Regions from separate parts of the Sus scrofa genome. Here region 1 is linked to region 2. The links are chromatin contacts, called in public HiChIP or PLAC-seq maps. All regions are on one chromosome and are shown on one strand. The core of a region is the stretch at or near the end of the contact, and the rest is flanking DNA. Distances in the headings are between cores, read along the strand shown.

Region 1 (6,983 bases), core at 1,044-3,543, 61 kb after region 2:
ATTTGAAAACTACAGGAAAAAAACAAAAATAATCAAGTGCTGTATTCTAGATTGTGTTCTAACCATAGAATATGTTGCATTTGAGATTTGACATGTAGGGAAGATTTGAAAAAGTTACGTTTCGTGTTTTTCCTTGTGTGTTTTTCTTTATATTTCAAAGTGAAGAGAGTGAGGGTGCATCTAGCCATGCCTGATTACTGCGCTTTTTTTTTTTTTTTTTTTGCTTTTTAGGGCCCTATCTGTGGCATATGGCAGTGGCAGTTCCCAGGCTAGGGGTCAAATTGGAGCTACAGCTGCCAGCCTGCATCACAGCCATGGCAATGTGGGATCCAAGCTGCATATGCGACCAGTACCACAACTCACAGCAAAGCCGGATCCATGACCCACTCAGTGAGGCCAGGGATCGAACCTACATCCTTATGAATCCTATTTGGATTTGTTTCCTCTGTGGCACAACAGAACTTCTGATTACTGTAATTTAATAAAGGAACACCGCTGAGAATGCCAAAATTGAAGTAGGAAGAATTGTTGGGGGTGGAAGCAAGGGAGAAAGAAAAGCAAAGGAAAATGTACCAATGTGAGACCTTTCCATTTCCTGGCTAAGGACTTACTTAGTTCAGTTGTTCTATATTTTAAAATGGCTGTTACATCTAACCTGGAGAAAACAGAAAAGGGACAACTTGCAGCAGCAAGCAGATGGTCCTCTGAAAGTCAAGGCCTGACCTGTTTGCTATATGCATGCATACCTGTTAGGCCTTGAAACATTCATTCAAAGGGCCCTTTGTTGAGTTGATTATAAAGTTCAACCTCTGATCTCTAGCTAGAGCAAGAGACCCAGTGCATGCACATGCATACATACATGCAGCAGAAAAACGCAGTAGTAGATTTTGGAGAGCTCTGCTCCTGCTGAGTGGAGCCAAAGGAAAGAGTATTAGAGAAGGAACATTTTGAGCAGAGACATAGAGTCGGAAAAGCAGTTATGTCCAAAGAGTAGCAAGTAGTGATTTGACTAAAAAGGAGTGATGGAACTGAGCTTGAAAAGATAAAGTAGGACCAACTAATGAAAGGCCTTGAAAGCCAAGCTGACGTGCCATGTTACCCACTGAATGTTTTTTAGCTGGGAGGTAATAAGAGTAATGCAGTGTTTTGGGAAGAATTAACCATGGTCTGTGGGCTAGATGGCTGAGAGAGAGAGAACAGAGATCAAGAGAATATTGTAGTTTAGGTGTTTTTTAAAAAAAGGAAAAAGCGGAGTTCCTGTCTTGGTTCAGCGGTAACAAACCTGACTAGTATCCATGAGGACTCAGGTTTGATCCCTGGCTTCACTTGGTGGGTTAAGGATCTGACGTTGCCGTGAGCTGTGGTAGGTTGCAAACTCAGCTGGGATCCATTGTTGCTGTGGCTGTAGTGTAGGCCGGCAGCTGCAGCTCCAATTTGACTCCTAGCCTGGGAACGTCCATATGCCACAAGTATGGCTGTAAAAAGGGGGGTAAAAAGAAAGGAAAAAGCAAGAGGGAGGCAGGGGTCTGATCTAAGAGAATAATATGGAAATAGGAAGAAACGAATGAGAAAGAAACTGCAAATGGCAAGGTAACAAATCAGTTATAGCAGAAAAGGTAAAAGAAGTCAAATGTTCTCATGATTTCAAATCTGGAAAAATAGAAAAGTTAAGAAGGAAAACATAAGTGGTTCAGTTTGGGGCATAATGAGCTTGAGGTTTGACATGTAAAGTCTTCCCATAGGAAGTTCATAACTAGGATGCGTGATGGTTATAGATAAAGAATCAAGAATTGCTTGCAGAGAGTCAAGAAAAAGCCAGGGAGCAGAGGTATATAATAAAGAAGAAAAGTAAAGAAGCTCAGTTTTGCCACATATTAAGTATTCAGCTTTGAGTATGTCTCTTAATTTCTGTACTTTAGCTTCCTCATTTTCAAGATGAGGGTAATAAATCTAGCCCTGCCTGCTTCAGAGCAGTGTTCTGATGAACACAGGAGATAATGGACGTGAAAGCACTTTGTAAACTGCACAGCACTGTGCAGCTCTTAGAGCAAAATGAAAGATAAAACCTGGAGAACACCCATATCTCTAAGTTTCGAGGAAGAAGAGGTACCAGAGAAAGAAGCAAAGGGAGCGGAAGTAGCCAGGATAGTGCCTCTGTAAACGCAGGAAAAGGGTATCTTGGGGAAAAGGGAGTATGACTCTATGGTCACTCATTCAGATAAAGGGGTCAAGGAAGGTGAGAACTAAGAATTCATCATCAGACTTGGTGATTAAGAGAGGGTTTTAGGAGGGTGATGTGTGAGGAAGCCAGATTGTAAGGAGTTTCTGTAGTGAGTGGGTGGTGAGGAAGTGGAGGCTGTAAGGATGGATAACAGTTTTGAGATATTTGTCTGTGAAAGGAAAGAGATAGGAAGACCGTAATTTAAGGGGAGAATTTTTCTCAGACTCGAGTGAGGTGAACAGTCTGGTAAAGAAAGCTGTAATTAAAATAGATTGAATGCTTACTGTATGCTTACTGCATCCTGTGTGTGGGTGGAGCAGTCTTAGAAAAGAGGAGGATCATCTCATGCTCTTGTTCAGAAGAGGATGAGAAAACTCATCAAGTAACGACAGGGCTAGGTGAGAACAGACGTGCTCAGGTGGACAGTAGTTGAGGAAGTTCCTGCGGTGGCCTTGATACTTTCGGTAAAAATGTGAGAAGGAAGTGTGAGGGTGGCATTGGCATCTTAAGAAATGTGGGAAAGTCTTCACTGAAATAGAATGCTTTTACTCTGAGTCACCGACAGATTACATGCAAGCCAGAGAACCCAGTGTTGCTGTGTATCAAACTGATAAGGAAGGGTATGGAGGCAAGATTGATTTTGATAGTTTTACACCACCTTACCTCTCTGCTACTTCCATAGCTATTCTTGTATTTAGCTTTTGAGTAAAATATTACTTAGGCATTTTCCTTTGTTTTTAATAAACGCTGTTGAACCTTTTAGGACTGGTAGTTTTGTAAAGTTCAGGTAGTGAAAAGGTATTTTAAAATTCTTATATTAAAATATTTTGTTTATAGGTAACAAGATCCAGTAGTTATACCAGAAAGTCCCAGTTCCAGGTAGAAGAGGAGGACATTGAAAAGCTGGAGATTAGGTATGTGTTTTGGGGTTTTACAGAATTAAATTTTTCTGTGCCAAAAGAAAATCCTAAATTTAACTGAAAAAGGTGAATCAAGCATAACAGAATTCTTTTTAGCAAGTTGATCAATGAAACTTACAAGGGAAAAAAACAAACTTAGAGGAACATGCATCTAATTTTAAATCCAGATTATCTTCAAATTCTGATTTCTTTGCAGAAATAGTCAAGGTGTATTTATTTTAAAAACAAAATGACCAGGAGTTCCCATTGTGGCTCAGCAGGTTAAAAACCTGACTAGTATCCATGAAGATGAAGGTTTGATTGGATTAGCTCCATGGGTTAAGGGTCCGGCATTGCTGCAAGCCATGGCATAGGTTGCAGATGCGGCTCAGATCTGCCATTGCTGTGGCTGTGGCATACTCTGGCAGCTACAGCTCCTATTCCACGCCTGGGAACTTCCATATGCCTCAGGTGTGGCCCCAAAGAGAAAAAAAACAAAACATAAAAAACCACAAATGATCTAACTTCCACCTATTATATTTTCAGTTTTCCCCAAATTTAATTGCTCTTAAATTTCGAAATCATAGCATAATGGATGCAAAGTATATATAGAAAAGTATATATTAGCCAATTTAGAAATAATTTTTTTATTCTTCTTAACATATCTGCTGTCTAACAGAAATTTCAGTGAGGTAAGAAGTCTTGTAAGATAATTCAACAGGTGCATGTGTTTGAAGTTTGCGTTATTTCCTAGGTCTTAAATATCTATGCTTTTTGGGAGGGGGAAAGTTTTGTAAATGCATGTATAGGTGTGGTGTTAACAGTGTGTTCATCTAAAGGATGTATTAATCACATGTTTGGAATGATCAGGTAATGTATTTGTCTAAATCACCAGTTTTTACATATTAACTGGTTTTAATTGAGAAAGAAACTGTAGTCTTGTGTTGGTTTCTTTTCTCAAATTCAAAAAAGTAACTGTATAATCCTTATTGCTATAGGTTGAAATAAAGCCTAGACTTTGAAACTAAGAAACTTAAGTGCTTTCTTTTAGATTAAGATAATTATGTACTTTCTGTGCTTTTAAGTAAAATCTACTGCAGTATTCTGCTTTCTTATTTTAGATAGGTATATGACAGTGCTAACTCTCTTATTTTTAAGCATGTAAGATTATGTGTCTGGTACTTAGGCCATTTAGTGTCTTTGCCATGAGCATCTTTGCTATAGATATTTCTGCCACAAACATTTTAGCTGCAGAACTAATTGGCTATAAGTCAAATTTGCTGTGAAAGATAAAATAACTGTCTGACAGTTTGGTTTCAACTGGTTGAAATGTGTTGGCATTTGTTCCAGTTGGTGACGTTATCGATAGCTTTATCGAGCTGATAGATGACGATGATTTTCCCTGAGAGTTTCTTATTTTGAAATACACCATGTTGGAGGAGAAATAGTCTGAGGGCCACAAAGGCACAGAGTTGAACCCATGTTTTCCACAGAATTTTGAAACATCTATCAATAGACATGTGACAGTATGCTAAGAAGCAATACGAAGCTCAGAAACAAATATGCATCCTAGTGTTTAGAAACTTATACCTCTCCTAAGGAAGGAAGAAATTATAGCAAAAAAGTACAATGCCAAATAAGGAGACAAATCAACAAGCAAAAACAATGTGTTAAATACTGTGAATGAAAGACTTGGAGGACAAGTGCTTAGGTATAGCCCAGAAAATAAAATCATTTATTTGTACCGTATTGCCGTGAATCTACATACATTTTGAATGTATTCAAACATTTTGTATTTTGCAGTGAAGTCTTTTAGTTATTATTCATTTTTCATGTTTTAGGTACTTGTGTCTTTTTTAATGTCTTTTACTTTTTATCATTTATGACAAAAATTGCCTTATGACTAATTAGTTATGTGGTGAAAATGTTTGTGGCAAAAATGCTTGAGGCAAAGATGTCTGTGGCAAAGACACTTATGTCAAAGTACCCAGAACCCTAAAATTAGTGATATAATAAGAATCATAGTAATTTGAAGCCATTTGTCTGTGTGTGTTCTCCTACACATTGTTTTCAAAAAGTAAAACTAGTTTTAAATTTTCAGGATCGACTTGTGGAACAATGGAAACCTGGTCCAAGATGTTTTCCTAGGTGAGATTAAGGTCCCTGTGAACGTGTTAAGAAATGATTCCTCTCATCAAGCCTGGTAAGAAGACAAGCATTGTAGTGAACTACATGGCAGGTCATCCTCTTTAATGCACTGTATATGCACATAAATGCTTATTACTATAAGCATATTTAAAATTTTTCATGGAATAAGCCCGAAGTCATTAACATTAATTGATTTGATCATTAATTTATTGTTGCAGAAATATAAGTACAATTATATTAGTTTTATGACCTGTTCTCTGGTACTGAGATAAAAGAACTGAATTATCTAGGAATATTTTTTCCACTGAAAACTTAATCTTGGAGTTCCCGTCATGGTGCAGTGGTTAACGAATCTGACTAGGAACCATGAGGTTGCAGGTTCGATCCCTGGTCTTGCTCGGTGGTTTAAGGATCCAGCATTGCCGTGAGCTGTGGTGTAGGTTGCAGACGCAGCTCAGATCCCAGGTTGCTGTGGCTCTGATTAGACCCCTAGCCTGGGAATCTCCACATGCCGCAGGAGCAGCCCCAGAAAAGGCAAAAAGACAAAAAAAAAAAAAAGACAAGAAAGAAAGAAAAAAAACTTAATCTTAACTCTAAAGAAAATATGGAAAACATTTCAAACATTACATAAGAGCTGACTGTGTGAGAGGATGCTTGATCACAGATCAACATCTGCACTTCAGAAACTTTATTAATGGGCAGGTGAGCTGTGGATTTTGAAAGGCAAAGGGTTTATTGTAGGGATTCAGCTATTTATTTGATCTAACCAGTGATTTTCCTTCCCCAAACCCAACTGAAATGCACTGTGGATGGCTTCAATGTTGTTTTCTAAATGTCTAGGATCTAGATGTTGTTGCCTTACCTGATTCAGTTAATATACTTTTCAGGAGCTCTGGTGCCTCAATATTGGCTGCAATATTATTTTACTTCTTCATGACTTCTGATGGTGACGCTAAAGTCATCTTAATGTCCAGACATTAAGCTGATGCCAGTTCCTTTAGTAGAATCAGTGTGAAACTATTGTTTTTTTCTGTCTTAGGCACTTCAAAGCAAGTCTATCCTGTCCCTTCCAGTAGGTTGCCCAGCAGTCCTCATGCTAGACTTGGGTTTCAGCTGAGTATCAAAAACATGCCTTTCTCATTTGCTTTTTAAGGCCCACTTTTTAGAACTTAGTTTTGGTTGCCTGGAAGAGGAGTTGAAGCCGAGTGTTTAGATGCTTCTTACTGTGAGCAACAATCGTATTTTTCTTTAGGAGCTTGCATTTCCTGAATGGCTGTGAGACCGTCTTCACTTTGGACTCTGTTGTCCTCAAGCAGTTCTTCCTGGTAGACTGATAGACTCTCAAAAATTTTTATTTTTACTTCTTACTAATGCAAATCTCAGATTTATTGGTCTTTATAATGGTATTTTACAGGCTGTATTTTCCAAAATGTATCCGTAGATGGAAAAAAAGGAAACATGGTCCCTATGAAATATTCTTGAACATTTGAGGCTTGTCACCACCCCAACCCCTAAATCATCTTACACCTTCCATAAAGTAGCATCCATGTTAAAATGAAAACTTCTGAACTCAGTTCATGAAGTCTTTAAAGTTATATGCGACTTGGTACAAAATAAAATGTGAGCTGTGGTGCCTCCCAAGGCCTCTCAAAGTGATCTTGAAATGCTCCACATAGTCTGAATTTTAAGTAAGACATCTACAGACAGACCCTCCG
Region 2 (6,099 bases), core at 3,409-5,908:
TATGTGTGGGGAGGAGAGAGAGAGAGGGAGGGAGAGAGGAGGAGCTGCTTCATTTTTTAAACAGCTGCATAAAATTTCATTGTCTGTATTTACCACAGTTTATTTAGCTAGTCCTCTATGGTGGACATTTAGATGGTTTCCAGTCTTTGCTGTTACAAACATTACCACAATAAAAAAATTGTAGGTTTTTTTTTTTTTGCTTTTTAGGGCCGTACCCACGGCGTATGGAGGTTCCCAGGCTAGGGGTCAAATTGAAGCTGCAGCTGCTGGCCTACGCCACACCACAGCAGCATGTGATCTGTGCCATGTCTGTGACCTACACCACAGCTCATGGTAACACTGGGTACTTAACCCATTGAGCAAGGCCAGGGATCGAACCTGCAACCTTATGGTTACTAGTCAGATTCATTTCTGCTGCACCACAAGGGGAATTCCAGGTATGTTATTTTTAATACAAATGCATGTTTCTATAGGATAAATTCCCTGATGTTAAACTGATTAACTGAATGGTATGTGCATTTTTATTTTGGAAAGACAGTGCCAAATTGCTTTTCATAGAAACTATAACATTTTACGCTCCCACCAGAAATGTATGAATGCCTATTTCTTTACACCCACACAGTGTATATTTTAAAACTTCTTGATCTTTACTGATCTGTAGGATGTGTGCTTTTATTTGCACTTCTAAATGAGCTCAGGGATCTCTTCATATTTTTAAGAACCATTTTTATTTCCATTTTTTGTTGAATTTGTTTATTTGCTTTGCCTTTTTTTGCCTTCTGGATTATCAGTCTTCTTACTGATTTTGGAAATGCTTTATTCATAGGGAAGTTAGCTATTTTTGTAGTGGAAAGATTTTTTTTTTTAATTTATATGGATTGGCTGATGTCTGTATTTATTCTTGAGGAGAAGTTGGTTGTGAGATTCAGTGAGGGCAGTCTTTTGTTGGTTTCATCTACTTATATAATTTTGGTTATTAGACTAGAGATGGAAAAAGAACTGTTTGAGGAAAAGTAAGTGAAGAGTTATTATAAACATGAGCTAAAAGATAATAAAGTGAGAAAAAATATTTACAGCAAATCCTCCAGACAGAAAGAAAACACTTAAATAACACTTGTGCTCTTCCAGGCACTGCTTTAATGCGCTTCAAGTTTATTAACTAACTTAATCCTCATGGTGACTCTATTAGTACAGTTGTTATCCACTTTTTTACAGATGAGGAAACTGTGGCATGGAGTAGCTAAACTAAGTAACTTGCCAAGATCAGACAGCTAGTGGGCCATAGGCAGGCTAGCTCTGTTACTCTTAACCTACTCTGCTGTTTGCCTTTTTGTCCAGAATATATAAAAAGTTCATCCAGGGAGTTCCCGTTGTGGCTCAGTAGTAACAAACCTGACTAGTAACCATGAGGACGTGGGTTCAATCCCTGGCCTTGCTCAGTGGGTTAAGGATCCAGTGTTGCTACAAGGAGGGTGTAGGTCACAGGTGTGACTTTCGGATCCCACATTGCTGTGGCTGTGGTGTAGGCCACCAGCTATAGCTCAGATTCGGCCCTTAACAGTAACAGCCTGGGAACGTCCATATGCCAGGAGTGCAGCCATAAAAAAAGACCAAAAAACAAACAAACAAACAAACAAACAAACAAACAAAATCCAAATTTTAAATAGGAAAAGGCCATTAGAAAAATAAAGAATATGAATCACATTCCACAGAAAAGAAGATACAAAAGGCCAGTAAATGTAATAGTTTGGCCATTACATTTGGTATGGTTTAACAAAAATTAATCAGAGAAATACAAATTTTAAAAAGTCATTGGTTTGTGAAAAAAGAAAAGCTTGTTAATTCAGGATTTGGTGAGCATTTAGGGAAATGGATACTTTCTCCACTGCTGCTTGAGTTTAAATTGGAAAGTAATGTTGGAGAGCATTTTGGCAATATCTGTTAAAAATTTAAATGTATATACCCTATACATTTCTACTTCTATGTATCTGCCCTTCAGAAACATGTATATATTTACAGAAGAGGCCTATACAGAGATGTTTAGTGTTACCTTGTTGGTAAAACAAAGCAATTAGAGGCAACTTAAGTGTCTATTGGTAGGATAATAGCTAAATAGTATGTTCATACACATGTTCTACAACAGCTAAAAAGAACGAAATGTATCTCTAATATGAAGGGAAAGAACCTTAAAAGGTATTGTTGAGCAGAAGTCAGGGAGTTCCTTTTGTGGTGCAGTGGAAACAAATCCGACTAGTATCCATAAGGATGCAGGTTTGATCCCTGGCCTTGCTCAGTGGGTTAAGGATCCGGTGTTCTGGTGAGCTGTGGTGTACATCGCAGCTGTGGCTTGGATCCCATGTTGCTGTGACTGTGGTGTAGATTGGCAGCTCTAGCTCCAATTTGACCCCTAGCCTGGGAATGCACGTGCAGCCCTAAAGAGCAAAAAAAAAAAAAAAAAAAAAAAGAAGAAGAAGAAGAAAAGAAAAAAGTCAGTTGTTACGGTGCTATGTGTAGTTATGTATGTCATTTTCTCTATGTATACATGGCAAGGAGCACAGAAAAAGGTTTGAAAGGATGAACAACATTGGTTATGTCCAAGATGGACAAAGGGAATTAGCCTTATGATTAACTTTTCTGGAGAGTGTATTTATGTATAAGCTATGTTATCAAAAATGACTATTTGTATAAATGAATTTGGCATAATATTAGTCTTATGATGTGAGAGCCTCTCTTTCTGTGACTGTTGAGGATTCTTTTATCTACAAAAATAAGGTAACCAAATGGTGAGTTTGGTAACATTTTGAGTACACATAAAAATAAAGTCAACTTTTCTGTCAATTTTTTAGGTAACTTTTAATTTTGATATAACTTCACACACATAAAAGTATGAGAGTAATACAGCGAATTCCTATATGCTCTGCTTCTTTTCACCAGCTATTTGTATTCAGAAAGTTGACCTTTAAAAATGTTAGTGTTTTGGTTCAGAGGAATGTAGTAAAAAGAATAATTTTGATCCCTTAAAATATTGTACCATTTGCGTGTTACAGAACTTCTTTGTTTTGTATTTGGGCTTTTTTACTTTTTTTAATTTTTTGTCTTTTTAGGGCTGTACCCACGACATGTGGACGTTTGCAGGCTGGTGGTTGAATTGGAGCTGCAGTAGCTGGCCTATGCCACAGCCACAGCAATACAGGATCCAAGCTGTGTCTGTGACCTACACCATAGCTCACAGCAGTGCTGGATCCTTAACCCACTGAGCAAAGCCAGGAATCAGACTTGAGTCCTCATGGATACTAGTTGGGTTTGTTACTGCTGAGCTGCAATGGGAACTCCCTGTTTTATTTTTATTAAAAAATTTTCTTGGAATTCCTGCTATGGCACAACGGGATCAGCAGCATCTTAGGAGCGCTGGGACACAGGTTCGACCCCTTGCCCGGCACAGTGGGTTAAGGATCTGGCATTGCCACAGTTGTGGCTTAGGGCACACCTGAGGCTTGGATCTGACCCCTGGCCCAGGAACTCCATATGCTGCAAGGTGGCTAAAAATGAAAAAAAATTTTTTTCTTGGTGGATGGAGGGATGAGCTAAAATTTATTATTTACTCTTTTCCAGATACTGTGTTAGGATACTTTGTAAATTATTTCATTTCATCCCATTTCATGAAGAAGTTTGTTGTCATTCCTGTTTTAGGAAAGAAGCAGACAGAAAGGTTATTTGCTCTGGATTGAAAAGGGCAGAGGCAGGTGTTCAGAGGGTCTTTAAGATATCAAAATCCATGTCTTCTTTTCCACCAAGTTGCTCATCGTATGATATATGGGAAGAAGTGATCAGTACATTTCTTTTTTTTTTTTTTTTTTTTTTTGTCTTTTTGCCTTTTCTAGGGCCGCTCCCACGGCATATGGAGGTTCCCAGGCCTAGGGTTCTGATGGGAGCTGTAGCCACCGGCCTACGCCAGAGCCAAAGCAACGTGGGATCCTAGCCACATCTGCAACCTACACCACAGCTCATGCCAATGCCTGATCCTTAACCTACTGAGCAAGGCCAGGGATCGAATCTGCAACCTCATGGTTCCTAGTCGGATTCGTTAACCACTGCACCACGACGGGAACTCCAGTACATTTCTGTTGTTGATAGTTATCCGTAAATTGGTCATGGGTTAATATAATGGATATTCAATAAAATTAGAATGTTGGAATACTGTAAAAATTTAGTACTGTTTTGGGGATTCACAAAATTTTTGCCCTTCTCTCTGCTTGACTATACTCATGTGGGTTTGCCTGTGCATGTTAGTGTTGCTGTTAGGACACACATATGCGTATACTTGTATTCACCTGTGTGGATGTAACTTCTTTATATCCAGGTGGCACTTTTTTGAGGGGGTGGCGAAGCACTAGATCATAATGAGTCCTATTTGGGCTTCCTGGATGCTGTTACCAGAAATTGCAGCCTTATCCCGTAAATGGCCTGTCCATGTAGCCCTTAGTTCTGCCACTGCCTGGCTTTGGGCCTTTCATTCGCTTGCTCTCTTGGTCAGCTTAGGAGCCTTTAAGCTATAGAAACTATTGGCCTATCCTTGAGAGATTTCTACCATATGTGCTTCAGAGTTTGGTTTGCTACTTGAGAATGGGGCTGTGGGGAGCTTAGGGATCAGTACACGTTCAAAACTGAAACCAGAAGTGGGCAAGGCAAACCACAGAAAGATCCTGCCTGCAACTTGGTGACGTCTCTCTATAACCCATGGACATTTCCTGGCAATACCTTGCGAAACTTGCCTTTTCATGTGCAGTAGTTTCCTAACTTCTTGTTCTGGACTAAGCTTCAGTCAGAGGTGATTAATATGATAGAATATAGATAACTGTATGATAATTATAATGCACATGACTTCGGTAAAAACGATTGGCCGCTAATTATATTCTGTAGACTTTCCCATTGAAGAGCAGCATCTTAGCTAGTAGGGCTTTTTTGAGCAGTTGCTGTGGAATTCATGCTTTAACCTTGACTTTTTGTCTTGTCAAGAATTTTACTTATGTATTTTTCAGGTTTTAAAACTACAAAACTGTGCTTTGCTCACTGAGTCCAGGCTGACCACCTAAACTGTGCTGGATTTCTGGAGTCGTTTGTGTGCTCAAGTGCTTGCTCAGTGCTGTTACCTAGTTTTTGTTTTACTGATGATTGCACATTACCTTATTTCCATGATGGAGTTAGTGAAACTTTATTCCCCATATGATATTAACCTCCAGGTACCAGGTTAATATCATAGTGCTTCTTCTTAGGTAGAACCAGATTTCTGATAGGAATTATGTAATATGTTGATTTTTTAAGATTACCAGTTGAGTGGGATTATAGAATCTCAGATTATATATATATAATATATATATATATAATCTCAGATTATATATATATATATATATTATATATATATATATATTTTTTTTTCAGGGCCGCATCTGTGGCATATGAAAGTTCCCAGGCTAGGGATCAAATCAGAGCTATAGCTGCCAGCCTGTGCCACAGCCACAAGACCAGATGCAAGCTGCATCTGCAGCCCACACCACAACTCACGGCAATACCGGATTCTTAACACACTTAGCAGGGCCAGGGATTGAACCTGCATCCTCATGGATACCAGTCAGGTTCATTACTGCTGAGTCACAATAGGAACTCCTCGGATTTTATTTTTTAAAGATAATTTATCATTTACTGGGAGTGAGAAAAGTTGCTTGACAGTCCACTTATCTGATCATGTTAATTTATGCATTGGAAAACCGTACTTCCTAGTTAGTGAGTATTCCAGCAGTCACCATATGCTTATTGGTGACTTGTTCTCCGCTTGAATAACATCACAAATGTATAGTTAGTTTTCCAGTGGTGCTTTCAGGGTGACTACTAAAGAAGGAAATAACAGCTGCATAACTTTTTTCTCTTCAACAGTTCGTAGGCACCCCCACTCCTTTTTTTGCAACTGTACCCTTGGAGCAATCTAACATAATTCTGAAGAGGGTGAATATGAAACTCTTTGGAAGGTCATGTGTGATTGTGACAGTTTTTCTCTCCCTTTCTCTACTGAGAATTTTAAAGATAAATGAGCAAGAGAGTGCT

Evidence for each region. HiChIP or PLAC-seq counts read pairs in DNA pulled down with a chosen protein or histone mark.
Region 1: a contact with region 2 is called in an H3K27ac HiChIP or PLAC-seq map of alveolar macrophages. The contact joins two enhancer-like sites. A contact is called at or near these places in 1 of 5 promoter capture datasets (fetal skeletal muscle), 1 of 47 Hi-C or Micro-C datasets (omental adipose tissue) and 1 of 2 datasets of contacts at active chromatin or transcription factors (alveolar macrophages).

What each region holds. Positions count from the first base shown.
Region 1 is chr13:82,301,353-82,308,335 of Sscrofa11.1, forward strand. RASA2 (ras GTPase-activating protein 2) reads left to right here. Exons shown (of 24, transcript XM_021069545.1): 8 at 3,059-3,135; 9 at 5,222-5,323. Among named protein-coding and RNA genes, the nearest start is that of RASA2, 75 kb to the left of the region's middle. Within about 2 kb of position 2,294, at least 3 of the 83 cell types and tissues checked have an H3K27ac peak or open chromatin away from gene starts, as enhancers often do. A contact at or near this core is called in alveolar macrophages, where this site is marked.
Region 2 is chr13:82,237,778-82,243,876 of Sscrofa11.1, forward strand. All of the region lies in intron 1 of RASA2 (ras GTPase-activating protein 2), which reads left to right. Among named protein-coding and RNA genes, the nearest start is that of RASA2, 11 kb to the left of the region's middle. Within about 2 kb of position 4,659, at least 20 of the 83 cell types and tissues checked have an H3K27ac peak or open chromatin away from gene starts, as enhancers often do. A contact at or near this core is called in alveolar macrophages, where this site is marked.